Linked DNA regions of Arachis hypogaea: region 2 is linked to region 1. The links are chromatin contacts, called in public Hi-C maps. All regions are on one chromosome and are shown on one strand. The core of a region is the stretch at or near the end of the contact, and the rest is flanking DNA. Distances in the headings are between cores, read along the strand shown. Region 1 overlaps LOC112714635 (protein GID8 homolog). Region 2 holds the start of LOC112714637 (protein STRUBBELIG-RECEPTOR FAMILY 3).

Region 1 (7,498 bases), core at 2,879-5,378:
ATTATCTGAGGATTATATAATACCTTATGTTGGAGACTCAAACCTGACTAAAATGTTTAGGGGAAAAGGGAATTGGGCCACAATCACTCAACCAGGTCCATGGGTAAATAAATAAACAATAAGATGGTGGGTTTTTAGAACTGAGTAGTAGAAAAAAAGTGGGTTTGTTTTATGGGGAAGTTGGTTATACTGAGTTGGGGGAAGCAGGAGATTATTCATACTTTTTGGAGAATGGAATTTTGAGGTTGAAGAAATCCTCTATGCCCAGGAAACCCTAAGTAGTAGAGAGAAAGTGGGTTTGTTTTATGGGGTAGTTATACTGGGGTGGGGGAAGTAGGAGATTATTCAGACGTTTTGGAGAATAGAATTTTGAGGTTGAAGAAATCCTCTATCCCCAGGATTTTTCTTTTCATTGGCATTGATAGTTTCTGCATTGTTCTTGTTAATACAAAATCTAATACACGTAGACTTAGGCTGGACTAGAGCTACTGCCTCAGTTTTGAACATATACTTTTCTCTTCCCTACGTGTAGTGTATATACCACTTATAACGGCATAATCTTCTAAGATGTCCATGATCGGGATACAATTTTTGTCAAATAGCAACTGTTGCATTATAAATTTGTCAACTTCAATAATAATAGATGCTTTGCCGGATTTGTCCCAATTAAACCAATGCTCCTTTGGAAAGCATGGACTGAGTTCTGATTATTTATGACTGAATATGAAAGATGGATTCAAAATTCTAGTTGGTAAATATCCTAATGTATTCCTAATTTCACAAATCTCAGTTCCAGTGGAATACTGAGAGGACTTATTGTTTATCATCTACTAGTTTCAATCATTTTGTAGTCTTTTGGCTTCCTTTATAGGGGATGTCAACTGTTGGCAATCCATTTATATTATATGTGCTTTAGATCTGAACAGAAGATTTGGCTTACTTTCGTGGAATGTTGTGTTTGGAATCTGGATTCAACTTTGAACTTAAAGTGTGATTAAATTCACTTCAGATGAAGTGAATGGGGGGAGGACCATTACTGGTCTTTATCTGGAAAGATTGGCATCAAATATCCCTAAGTAACTGATATAATTGTGAACTTTTGCCAATTGGTCCTATGTTCCTTAAGAGGGATTGTGGTATTTAAACAGTTGAAAACCCCCTAAGTTAGATTGCTGTACTATCATTCATTTAACTTTGATTTATTGAATCAGATCCAAAACTTCCAAGCTTGCTGAAGATGCTGATATGGGCCCAAAACCAGCTGAATGAGAAAGCAGCTTACCCTCGGATAAATGATCTATCCAAAGCTATATTAGAAGATCCTGCTGTCTGAATACTTGCCGCATTTTAGGTTTCGCATGGAGCTTTTATGGTCATTGCATTGAAAAATTATTGGTGTACTTGAAAGAGAAAGGTACTGTCATAATTGGTGTCCATTTCTCCTAGGTAATGTTTTACCCCGTTGTACAAAGAGATTGTCAAACAGAAATCAATTCTTTCCATGAGGTAATCGATTGTTTAGACAGATATTCAGTTGCGCATTACGGGTAAAAAAAAATGATTCTTTCCTATCAGGTTGAAAGGTGGTTAAGCTTTCAAAAATAAAAAGGGTGGTTAAAAAATGATGCAGCCTATCATAATTTCCAATTAGTGGGGACCGTTAGTCCATTACTATCTTCACATCCTTCTGTGTGCCTCATTAATGCAATATGTAATATTCCAGCATAAGCCAAAGGAAGTAAACGCGTGCCAGTTTCACCAAGTAATAATTTTAACGTTGCTTTGCTTCTGAACCAGACAGCGCATCACAATTTACCTAGCCTAGTTTTTCCTCTTTTGTCTTGCTATGTGAACACTCTCGCTCTAGCTATATCTATTCTCTCTAACTCAATGGTCAAACTCAAACGCACAAAGTGAAGAAGAATAATGTGAACTGTGTGAGGAGGATGTACAGTGAAACAAGAGACCAGAAGTCCAGAACATTACAAGATCCTTGAAAATTCCTACAATGCTTTTTCATTTGTTATCCTAAGAAACTAGAAACATTAAAATACTACCCAACATGAAGAAACAAAAAACGAAGCGTGTTCTTTTTAGAACCTGTGAATTAAGAAGCAGCAACGTAACAGAGTCACTTGGTTTTGACCCAAATAACATAAACCCAGGTTGTGTTGTTGTGGATATCTGGGAGCTCATGGACTGTTGCATCTGCCATGAACATCTTTGCAGCATCTCTAATAAGGTGGTGGCAAGTGCCGTCGTCAAAGTTGAGTGCATAACTTGAAGGATCATATTGGAACTTGATCTGCTTCTTTCCACCATTGTTGTTCTTGAAAGCCTTCTTCACCGCAGAACGCATCCTCCAAAACAAGCTCCTGCACCTCTTCTTGCCAAAACCATTCACCCAATCGTCCAAATTCGCAAGCAACCCCATGTTTCAACAGAAAGAAGAGAAAAGCTTCAAGCTTTATTGTCCCAATGTGGTGTAACACAAGAGCAAGAAGAAGGGTATGTGTACTTTATAGTGAATATGGGAGTGGGAGCATGGTATGGTGTTTTCAACAATGGACGTGTGAGATGGGTTTGTCGAAATGCTTAAAAAGGTTGAAGCTTTATGTGATGGGGGTGATGGGTGATGGAGAAGAATGAACACTGAAAGAGAAGGATAATAGTCTTTTTGGTCTTCTAAATAAGAAGGTGCGCAGACTGATGAGTTGGGTGCAATGTTCCACAGTTAGGTACTATCTAATCCAATCTATATAGTAGTGACTATGTGTCACGTTGGGATGCTAAAATTCCATCCTAGAGAGAGAGAGATGGTGGTGGTGGAGGTGGTGGGGTTTTGCAGTGGGCAGAGAGCCCCAAAAAGTCTAAGGTCGTTTCTCTATCAGAGATTTCAGAATGTTGTTGTCAAATGAAAATGAAACAATATCATATTAAATATTAAATAATTAATTAATGCTATGTAACATAACGAAATTGAGTAATAAAGATCCATCCTCCGATTTTCTCTTAACTATATATAACTCCTCCTCTCATCAACTTCCTTTTCGGTGAAATTGCTTGATTCTAGGGGACTTCGTTTCATTATGATAGATCTTTCATTGCTCAATGCTAATCCAATATTCTTATCCATAAATTAATTCCTTGCTTCTTTTGCTTATAATCTCAACTATTTCAACTATTTATTTACTTAGACAAATTTAACTATATAAGCTTGTAGTTAAGTAAGTTAGGATAATAATCTTCCACCAATTGATTGACTTATATTGTTATGCTGCTATATATTTAAATTTTAAGGAGTAACTGATTTTTTCTAACATAACAAATTAGTAAGTAACTGTGTATTGCCAGGAGTTAAACTAGTTTATATCTAATAAATTTTGAATCTTGACAACATAAATGAAAAAATAAAAGCACATTGAGTTTATACCATATTTACACCAAAATCTGCAGTAGTTTAAAGCATGGGTCCAGTACTATATAGGAGTAATAATAGCTACCCATGCGGCAACATCATAAGAAAGAAAAAAAGTCATTCAAATATTAATTTGTATGCCATGACAGTTAACATTGTAATTCCTTAATTTTTCTTGGCTTACTGAGTTTACATGAAATAGTGTAAAATTGTATATTATCCCCATACTTGTGCACATGCAGGGGAAAGAAACAAATTGCTAGCCCCTAAAATAATTTAAAAAGAAAAAAAAAAGAAAAGAAAACTTGATTCAGCTTGCATTGATTGAGTGAATATATATGCATCTACTAAACTACAGAAAGAAAGAACCAAGAGAAGAAATTAAGAAAGAGACATGGCAAGAGTAAAAAATCTAACAAGAAGTGAGGGGATGAAAAAAGAAGCATGGTTGATCAATCAAATCAAAGCTGGCATATTTTTGCATCCTAACTGGTTTGTCTCCCACACAAAGCCAAACCAGAAACCATGTGGGTTGCTCTGATAGCATTCTGCACCCCCCACATCTGATTCTCTCTTAACCCCTTTTGTCCTCTTCCTGTAAAGACACACTTGACTTTTGCTTTATACACCAATAGCCCCCCTTTGATTAAATTCCCCCCTTTGCATTAGCTTGTCCCATTCCAATCCAATACCACACCATAGCTTATGCTGCCCCCCACATGTGGGCCTCCCCCCTTTTTAGATGACTTGTCATTCTTCCCATCAGAGCCACTCTTAGCACCCTATGCAAACTCCTTTCCTCTTATTGGACCCCCACTTTTCTGCTACATTAATTTATCTATGCTAATCTCTAGTCTTAAATCTATTTTGGTAGTGTTTTGTCTACATTATCCAATTATAACATTTGAGTACTTACCAAAATCAACATTTGTGATTTTCACTTACACCTAACTAATAAGTAATAAATCATGCTACCACTTTACCACTTGGGTATGGCCAAGAAGGGAATGAACTGGTTACCCCATTTTTGTTAGTTTGTACTGATTTCTGTGATCATAACCATATTGAATCAATATGGCAGGACCAATTACTTGCAATCACAAAATAGCCAAACACTCCCAACTGTCCACTCAATATTATCCCTATAACCCTTCTTCCCCATCCCTATCACTCATAGCTGGACCTTTTTATACATGTTAGGTTCCATTTCCCCATTTTCTTCTTCATGTGCTTAATTAACTAAACCCACCCAACTCCCCTTTCTTCTTATTATTCAGACTCTTTTTTAACCAATGTATAATATAACACTCTCTCATATGTTAATAAATATATCTATGGCATGTTAAGACAATATTTTTTCTTCTTCCTATGTAAATGTTACTATTCCTATTGTTAGGAGAATTCTGTTTGCCAAATATATAAATATAGGTAAGTGCCAAGGTGGTTTCTGTTAAAAAGTCTTTGTCACCCTTAATGTTTTTGAATGATTCTTCTACAGCATTCAGAACAAGCAATTAGTCATGATCATGAATTCTTTGGGTGCAAGTCCCCAAAAAACTGGACAAAAGAGGGGTTTCCTTCCACATGATACTTGCAACACAAAGTGGGTGTGGTTGCTTTCCACATTGCCTCTTTGGTCAAAATTGTTAAATTTCAGACAGCACCTACATATAGTTAGAATATCAACATGCCATCATAATACAATTATTTATACAAATGATGTAAATCCAATTGATACAATCAATATATGGGCCCTGTGGGATTGCTTGAATATAGTTTCAAAGTACAAGATTTAGATTTATGTATGTAAAAAGAGAGTTTTTATGAATGCCCAAAAATCTCAGACCTTAAAAAACAATGCCCAAACCTTTTCAAGGACATTGCCGTTCTTTAGGAGCAGCCAAAAGGCAAAATAAAAATGAAAAGAAAAAAATAAATAGGTTCATAATTTTTTTACTCGAAAAAACATAAATTCTTAACTAATTGAAAATATAAGATATTTAAATTTTTCTGTCCAAGATATATAAAGACAAATCGCTTTTTCAAAAAGACTTAAATGTCTTGTATTTTAGAAAATGATAAATGTTTTTGTATTTTTAATTAGTCGATAACTTATTTGTTTTCAAGATAAAAAGTTAAATACCTATTTTTTGTTACTCGAAGATTAAAAAAAGTATTTGCCATGCACAATTACAAATGTGAAAGGATTAGCATGTGAGCAAAGATCTGCTGGGGCTGTAATAGGCAACACATGTTTGATAGTGAAATTTAATCAAAGAAAATCTCTATCATGGGGCACCAAATCTTCAAAGGCGAAAAAGAAGATAAAGATGATGATAGATTGCTAAAGCATGCAATATTATTAAGCCAAAGTTTAGCATGGAAATAGCAAAAAGGGTCATTTTCTTGATAGGCTATACTGTTTTGATGTGTTTCTACTTTCTAAACAGTGTATTATACTCGGTATTGATATTTATTTTTTTACCTCCTTCAAATCTTAAAAAATATTTATATACACACTAAAAATTAGTTATTAAATTTAAACTGTATTCTTAGATTTTGTATGATATCATACACATTTTTATAATAAATTTAAGGTTTAATTATTCTGTTAGTTCTTATAGTTTCACCAAATTTTTAATTAAATTCTTATACTTTTTTTTTCAATTGGGTGCCTACACTCCTTTCATTTTGTAATTAAGTCCTTCCTAGTGTAAAAAAGATTGAGTTAACTGAATATTTTTTCGCAAATTAAAGGTATTTATAATTAAAAACTTAATTAAATCTTTTGACGGCATATATTTTGATAAAAATATTATGTTAATTTTAATATTTTTAGCATAAAAATGACGTAATTACAAAATTAAAAATATTATAGAAACTCAATTGAAAGAAAAAAAATATAAAAATCTAATTAAAAATTTGATAAAACTATAAAAACCAACAGAATAATTAAACCTAAATTTAAATAACACACACTATGACACATATGCAAGCCTATGCCTACAGCCGAACTACGATTTTCTTAATGAGAAAAAAGAAAAATAATAATAATAAAAAAAATCTTCAAGCAGTGCAGAAGTAGTATCTCATTTGGATTTGCTTCCGATCTATCGTCTTTTTAGATGCTTTTTATAAGCATGTTCCCTTTGAATCCGTATTTTAATTTCTTTCACTCTTTTTGTTTCTTTGTGTTTGTTGCTTGCCTACAAAATACCATCATTTCTTATTTATTTACCATTTTCGCATCTTGTTGCTGGTTCCTTTCAATGCAAGTGTTCAACGTCTACCTTTTCTCGTGCATATATAACTTTCTTTTCTCCAATAAAAGGTAACTTTAGGCTAATAAAAGAAGAGCCTATGACACCAAAATTTTAGAAAGATCCCATGCATGCACAAGATATTTGATATACTCATGCAAGGTAGAGATACATAAAATTGAAAAAGCATATTTAATATGTGAAACATAAAATCGTAACAAGGATGTTCAGCCATTTGCAAGTACTTTGGGGGCGAAAGAGGGGAGAATTATTGGAGAATTATTATATTAATTAATTTGTCCATATTATATCTTTTTAAAATTTTAATATACTAGCATTAAGCTAAGTGGATTTAATGCCGCATACGTTTCTCTAAATTTTTTCTTTTTTTTTTACCGATGCTTCTAGGTGATATTAATAAAAATACGGAATATTATATTATTATAATTTAAGCATATATCGTAATAGTATATATTATATTTAATTAAAAACGTGTCATCATATCTATCCTATTTAGTTGCTTTCATGAACACATATAATACTTCTGTTCTATATCCTATTTAACTACTTTTGTTTTACAAAGTATTTTAATTATTATTTAATGTAATAATTTAATGTTTTTGTTCGATTGTTCATCTAATACTGAATGGTTTAATCAATTTTAATGTTCTATTATTCGTATTTTAATTGTTTATTTTAATTACTCACAAAATAACTGTTATGTTTTGCTTTTTTATTGTTCATCGAAGTAGTTTAAATTAATCTTTTATTTTTTCAAAAATAAAGAAAAAAATTATTTACGCATGTTAAAAATGATTAT
Region 2 (7,498 bases), core at 2,354-4,853, 55 kb after region 1:
AAAAGCTAATTGCATAGGAGAGAACTTATGGTAACTCGTTGGTCTCAAACGAATAAGTGCTGTAGCATGTAAAGTAGCATGCCCCCAAACCGATATTGGGAGATTTGTTCTCATAAGTAAGGGTCTAGCAATTAATTGGAGGCGTTTAATAAGTGATTCTGCTAACCCATTTTGTGTGTAAACATGAGCTATTGGATGTTCAACACTTATACCATTATCCATACAATAAGCATCAAAAGCTTGGGAAGTAAATTCACCAGCATTATCAAGACGAATTACTTTGATTGGATTCTCTGGAAATTGTGCTTTTAATCGAATAATTTGAGCCGGTAATCTCGCAAATGCCAGGTTGCGAGAAGATAATAAGTACACATGTGACCATCTCGAAGATGCGTCTATTAGGATCATAAAATATCTAAAAGATCCACATGGTGGATGAATAGGTCCACATATATCACCTTGAATCCTTTCTAGGAATTCAGGGGACTCAAATCCAATCTTTACTGGTGATGGCCTTAAAATTAACTTTCCCTGAGAACATGCAGTACAACAAAATTCACTAGTTTTAAGAATCTTCTGGTTCTTTAGTGAATGTCCATGAGAGTTTTCAATAATTCTCCTCATCATGGTTGTTCCTGGATGACCCAATCGGTCGTGCCAAGTTATGAATTCATTTGGGCTAGTAAACTTCTGGTTTACAGTGGCATGTGATTCAATTGAACTAATCTTGGTATAATATAACCCAGATGAAAGTGAGGGTAATTTTTCTAATATAACTTTCTTATTTGAATTATGAGTTGTGATACATAAATACTCATGATTTTTCCTCATTCATAGTCTCAATATGATATCCATTTCGGCGAATATCTTTAAAGCTCAACAAGTTTCTTCAAGACTTCGTAGACAATAGTGCATTATTTATTATGAATTTTGTTCCTCCGGAAAACAAAATTGTAGCTCTTCCGGAGCCTTCTATCACATTGCCTGAGCCAATAATAGTATTACACATTCTTCTTTTGGCACAAGATGGGTAAAATATATATCATTTTTTAGAATAGTGTGCGAACTTGCATTATCCGCAAGGCATACATCTTCATTACATATCCTTGTCATTTTCTTAAAAGACAAATAATAATAAAATGAGTAGTATGCACAGTTAAATTGAATACTTGATCAGAATTATTTTTCTAAGAAACACTGTACATAAAATAATGTCATATACTAAAATTTTATTTTAAAACATGACACATTTAATAATTTCAAAATTCATAAACATTAATATTTCATTATTTATATACATCATATTTGAAACTTAAATACATAGAAAATAAAACTTAATAATAAGTTCTTTACATTATTTATTTATATGGATACTTAACAGTCTCACATATTAAACTATTCCATCATTGATCAAATGACCAATATTTCCTTCAGGATCCTCAAAGAAATCAGATACATCATAATGAGTGGTGGAATTTTCAGCATCATTTGAAACAAAATTTGACTCTTTTCCCTTGTCGTCCTTTTTCAAAGATGCCTGGTAAAGATCAACTAGGTGCCTTGGGGTACGACAGGTACGTGACCAATGACCCTTTCCACCACACCGGAAACACTTATCCTCTGTTGATTTATTCTGCCCGATATTTCTTTCTTTATCCCACTTCTGGTGACATCATCTCTTTTGAATATAATTCTTTTTCCTTCCATAATTTTTCTTGTTATTAAAAGCTTGCCATTTACCTCTTCTGGGTAATTTGCCACATTTACTTCAGGAAATGGGGCGGCGCCAGCTGGGCGCGCTTCATGATTTTTCAATAGCAACTCAATGTTGCGTTCAGCAACAAGAAAGTAAGAAATTAACTCAAAATATTTTTTAAACCCTTTCTCTCGATGCTGCTGCTGCAGGAGCACATTCGAGGCATGGAAGGTTGAGAAAATTTTCTCCAACATATCATGATTAGTTATTTTTTTCCCACACAATTTCATTCGTGAGGTGATTCGAAACATTGTAGAATTATATTCATTTATAGATTTAAAATCTTGTAAATGCAAGTGCGTCCATTCATATCGGGCTTGAGGAAGTATCACCGTTTTCTGATGATTATACCTTTCTTCAAAGTCTTTCCAAAGATCTGCAGGATATTTTAATGTGAGATATTCATTTTTCAATCCCTCGTCAAGATGACGACGAAGAAAAATCATGGCTTTGGCTTTATCATTTTGGGATGCATTATTTTCAGCCTTAATGGTATCTCCAAGATCCATTGAATCAAGATGGATTTCAACATCTAATATCCATGATAAATAATTGTTTCCAGATATATCAAGAGTATTGAATTCAAGATGAGAGAGTTTTGACATAATGAAAAATTGTTACCTGAGTCTTCTTAAAAATTTAATCAGAGTCTCGTGCTGATAACGTGTTGTAAAATAAATAAAAGATATATTAAATATAAAATAAAGATGTATAAATAGAAGACTCTAACGTTAAAAATAATTAGCTCAATAATGATTTATATATATATATAATAATATTATATGTTGTAATGTGATATATATATATATATAAATAGAAAGGAGTATAAAAAGTAAAGAGAGAAAGAATTGCATAAATATATATATAAAGATAGAAAGGAGTATAAAGTAAAGAGAGAAAATTGCATTTGTTTTTATTTTATTATTGCTGTGTGTCTAAAGAAGGGAGAATATTATTTCTTGTTATGTCACATTAACGGAGGTTCACCTCCTATTTATAAGCTTATGGAAGGGATATTGTCAACCTTCATTTATTTCATTCTCTCTTGAGAATGTAAACTTTATATGGGAAATAGGCATCCACGTCCCATTCGTACCACAACAATGCAGATATTTAAAGCTTTTTTTTCCTACGATTTTTTTCTCTTTTTGTATTATTGTAATTATTTTATAAGGAGTGTTAAGGAGTCAGTCATTTTTGTGATTTATATTTATTAAATAGTCATTAATAATATTTTTAATTGTGTGAAATTTTATTTAATGATGTGTGATTATTTATTTTTTTACTAATTATATACTAATTAAAATTTAATAAAGTTGCTAATCCCCTAGATATTTTATTCTTTTATTTGTCCCATTTTAAAGCATTTAATCAAATTTTGCTCTGTTTCAAGATTTTTTGGCCTCGGATGTCATCATATTTAATTATTCGTAATAATCAAAATCGTCTTCCAATGATAATTAATTTGAATATTAAAATCATGTTATTCTATTTAAATAATAATGAAGATTTAGATATAATTATTTTTATATAAAGTTAATATTTAAAAATTTTAGATAATAATTTATTTAAATTTATTAAATTATCTAATAATTTTTAAATATCATCTTTATATAAAGATAATTATAGGTGAATTTCATACCCTCTCAATTTTGATTTTGATAAGCAATAATATTAACTCTGGTCCTTGTAGGTTTAAGTAGCAACATTGTATTGAATTTTGTTCCTTGTTCCTCGTCACAACTAATAATCTAACTAAACAAACAGATTACATTTGACACCATACAATACAATCATACAACGTGAGAAGAGTTACTACTTATGACATATGTTGCAGAGATACCATCATTCTGTGAATCTGTCACAATCTTCTGATGTGGCGGGTGATGGACCCCAAAATCCACCATTTCAATATACAAATTTTCTTTCTCCAATACACTGCTCCTTTGCTTTCGAACAAGTGAAAAAAGAGAGAGCAAAGCATAGGCCATGACATACTCTCATACACACACACACAAACAGACACACAAATTTTCTCTCTCTGTATGTATATGTGAGTGTGCTTTATGCTTTGGTTGGACCATGTTAGGGCTTTCCAACTCTTCTTATCTTCGTTTCTAAGTACCCTTAGGCTCCCATTTCCACTTTCCACTCACCATGCCTAGTACCTACCATTAAACAACAAAAAAGCTTCTTTTTTTTTTGGGCTGCAGCTCATTTTTGGTTTGTATAGCTCTTCACTGAAAAGGGTTTGTTTCCTTTCTCAGAACTACCTCAGGTTCTCCGCAAAGTTTCTACCTTTGTCTTGGTCAGTGGTGTTAGTTCAACTTGGTGTGTGTCTTTGGAGTTCATTGTTGCAGTGGAGGCCTCGGTTTTGGAAACTTTACCCTTTGAGGAAATGGGATGTACGAATTTGGTGTTGCATGTTCGACTCTTTGTTACTCTGATGGTGATTCTTGCTGGAACTTTCTGTGCAGTTGGTGACACTGACGTAGTTGATGGTAGATACTTTCCCTTTCCATAGTTTTATTTCTATTTTTGAAATAAAAAATAGCAGAAATAATCTGTTGTTTCCCTTTGAAAAAAAAAAGGAAGACGACAAAACTCATTTAGCTTTCAAGTGTTATTTGTTTTGCTTTATTGCACTATATTATCATCAAAGAGTTGATGATAACTTGTTTGCAATTTGAAAGATGATGGTTAAAAATTTAATTGGGAAGCTCACCTAATTAAGTAACATGTATCATATAAGTGCAGAATTTGTCTAAACTCTTAACTCAATATGTGCTATGGTCACAGTTGCAGCAATCAGTAGTCTATATGTTGCTCTTGGCTCACCGCCTCTTCTAGGGTGGAAGCCTGTGGGAGGAGATCCATGTTTTGAAATGTGGCAAGGTGTTGGCTGTGTATTTTCCAACATCACTTCCATGTATGTGAAGTTCTCTTTCTAAACTATTTTTGGTTAATATTGATTTATTGTTTGCATGCTCTATATAATTGGTTGGAAATGATAATGTTATCATTTTCAATGTTTCATTAGTTGTTTGATTGATAGAGCTTAATTAAGTGCAATAAGACTAAGTAAAACTTGTATTTTGGGTTGACAGAAGACTTGATGGCCTGAATTTGGGTGGAGAGCTTGGTAGTAATTTGAATTTTCCATCCATCTTAGAAATGTAAGTGTTGTTTCAATTTCAATATTGTGTTTACTGATGAGTGAGACGTTAAACGTGGTTCTGTTTGATTAATCAAGAGAGTTTAGTACCTCTTAAGCACCAATTGTGTAATTGTTTGAACTAGAAATGAAGCTTTCTCTTTCTTGTGCAGTGATCTTAGCAACAACCACATTGGAGGGCCCATTCCATTCACTTTGCCCCCTACTCTTACAAGCTTGTATGTTGTCTTTTTCACATCTGAATTTGTTTTCTTTTTCTTCATGGACATAGTAATTAGTCATCTTTTTGCCATATGCATATCTAGAAATGTACTTAAAGCAGTTTTTCTTTCGTTCTGATATTTTAGGTCTCTCTCAGGAAACCAGTTAAATGGAAGCATTCCAGATGCTTTATCATTACTAACTCAATTGTCACACTTGTGAGTTCATGAGTTATCTCATCCCGAGATGCCATATTCATTTGTTAATTTTTCCCTCCATACTGTATTTCTTCATTTCGAAAGAGAATTTGCTTTCTTTATATCAGTAAGCAATAACCTTTTAACTGGATAAATCTAAAGTGTACTTTGTATTGGAGTTTGATTTCTATGTAAGAAGATTGTGTTGAATCATATTGGTATTCAGTATTGAAAATCATGTGCTATGCTTCAGGGATTTGTCAAATAACAACTTGAGTGGTCAGCTGCCTTCCTCAACAGGGACTTTATCATCCCTTACTACATTGTGAGTAAATTTTATTGCGTATAGTTTACTTTCTATCAGATGAGGATGCTTTCTTCATTACTTATGTATTTACCTACAGATACTTGCAGAACAATCAACTCTCTGGGACCCTTTATGTTTTGCAGGACCTGCCTCTTCAGGATCTGTACAATTCTTTCTACCTATATCTTTCTTACAAAACATATAAATAAATATTATCAATACTTTGCAATCAGTGCATAGGAAGTACAAAGTATACTTTTTGGTTGACCTTGTGAATTTATTATGTAGGAATATTGAGAATAACTCATTCTCCGGGCCAATTCCGCCAAAACTGCTGAGTGTCCCTATTTTCAGGTGAGGAATTCTTTGAACGTCGATAAGTTCATTTTCGATTTGAAGTCCATTTTAAGCCAGATATCCTGTGGAAGGATTTCATATTGTATTTTTATTCCAGTATAAGAAGTAGAAAGAAAAAATTTGAAATACTGCACTAGGAAATGCCATTCGTTATATTTTTCTATACTTAACTCCTTTGTATATGGCCTTAGGCTAAGTGAATTCATAACCTTATTCATAGATATTCATTCATGTTAACATGGTGGCATGTTCCTTGCAGAAAAGATGGAAATCCATTTAATACTAGTGTTATTCCATCACCTGCCGCAGCCCCATCACCTGCAGCTATGGCTCCATCCCCTGGGAAATCACCGTGGAGATTAGCAAATAGTCCTTTTTCCCCAACTGCATCAGTGCTTGCAAGTGCTAGGAAGTCATTTATAGCTAAGAATATCATTTGGATTGCTGGTGCTGGTCTTTTGATATTTATTTTGTTAGGTGTTTGTATTTTTATGCTGTGGTGCTTTAAACGAAGGCCAGAGAAGAAAAATGCCAAGAAGCAAAATGTTGGTGTCTTCGAAAGTCCTTTACATAAACCTACTTGCAGTGACACTTCCTTTGAAACAACCAATCAGGAGGAGAAAGGTAAACATATTTCATCCATTTCGATTAAAGTAAATCTGTGTTACCTAGGTCTAGTTCTTTTCTTTCCTCTTTTTCATTCTGTTTTGAAGTAATCTCTTAATACTGTTTTACAATGGCAAATGTAGCAGTTGAGAAACCATCACTTGTATCTGAAGTGCCAAATAGAAAAACAAATTTGATTCCAAAGGTTCAGGATGAACAAGGAAAATATGTGAAAACAGCATCTGCAACTTCACAATACAATCATGGTTCTGAGTTAATCAACACTAGTGAGGCTTCCAAACTTTCACACCTCCAGCCACCACCGCGTCCTTACCCAACGACACAAAGTCAGAAGTTGATCCTCAATCCAGCTATACCTGTCAAAGGGTCTGAAATAAATGACAAAACATGTTCCCTTGAAGTTTATTCTATTGCATCACTTCAACAATATACCAATAGCTTTTCCCAAGAAAATTTTATTGGGGAAGGCACCTTAGGGCCTGTTTATAGGGCTGAGTTCCCTGATGGAAAGGTAACAAGATTCTTGTGTTCTTAATTTGCTGATGATGAATTGTTTTCAACTAATATTTTAACTTACAAAAGCGGAAACCTGGTGCTTCACATACTTATATCTTTCAAATAATCTTTGTAGATATTGGCTGTGAGGAAATTAGATGCCACTGCTTCTATGGAGCAGAACCATGAACAATTTCTCCAATTAATGTCCAACATCTCAAAAATTCAGCACCCTAATATTGTAAAGTTTACGGGCTACTGTACCGAGTATAGCCAACGGCTGCTTGTGTATGAGTATTGCAGTAATGGAACCCTGCATGATGCACTGCATGGCGATAGTGAATGCCGTATTAGACTAACATGGAATGCTCGAATTCAGGTGG

Evidence for each region. A called contact is a pair of places that touch in the nucleus more often than the background predicts.
Region 2: a Hi-C map of leaf shows a contact between it and region 1, with 3 times the contacts expected there. The contact joins the promoter of LOC112714637 here to the enhancer-like site in region 1. A contact is called at or near these places in 2 of 8 Hi-C or Micro-C datasets (leaf and an unstated tissue).

Annotation. Positions count from the first base shown.
Region 1 is chr10:2,908,708-2,916,205 of arahy.Tifrunner.gnm2.J5K5, forward strand. It overlaps LOC112714635 (protein GID8 homolog), which reads left to right. Exons shown (of 7, transcript XM_025766265.2): 7 at 1,212-1,529. The coding sequence ends at 1,333. Among protein-coding and RNA genes, the nearest start is that of LOC112714635, 6.3 kb to the left of the region's middle. Within about 2 kb of position 4,129, at least 1 of the 3 cell types and tissues checked has open chromatin away from gene starts, as enhancers often do.
Region 2 is chr10:2,964,053-2,971,550 of arahy.Tifrunner.gnm2.J5K5, forward strand. LOC112714637 (protein STRUBBELIG-RECEPTOR FAMILY 3) reads left to right here and starts at 3,604. Exons shown (of 15, transcript XM_025766269.3): 1 at 3,604-4,257; 2 at 4,556-4,685; 3 at 4,864-4,932; 4 at 5,084-5,149; 5 at 5,279-5,350; 6 at 5,583-5,654; 7 at 5,734-5,799; 8 at 5,925-5,990; 9 at 6,253-6,617; 10 at 6,746-7,131; 11 at 7,252-7,498. The coding sequence starts at 4,155.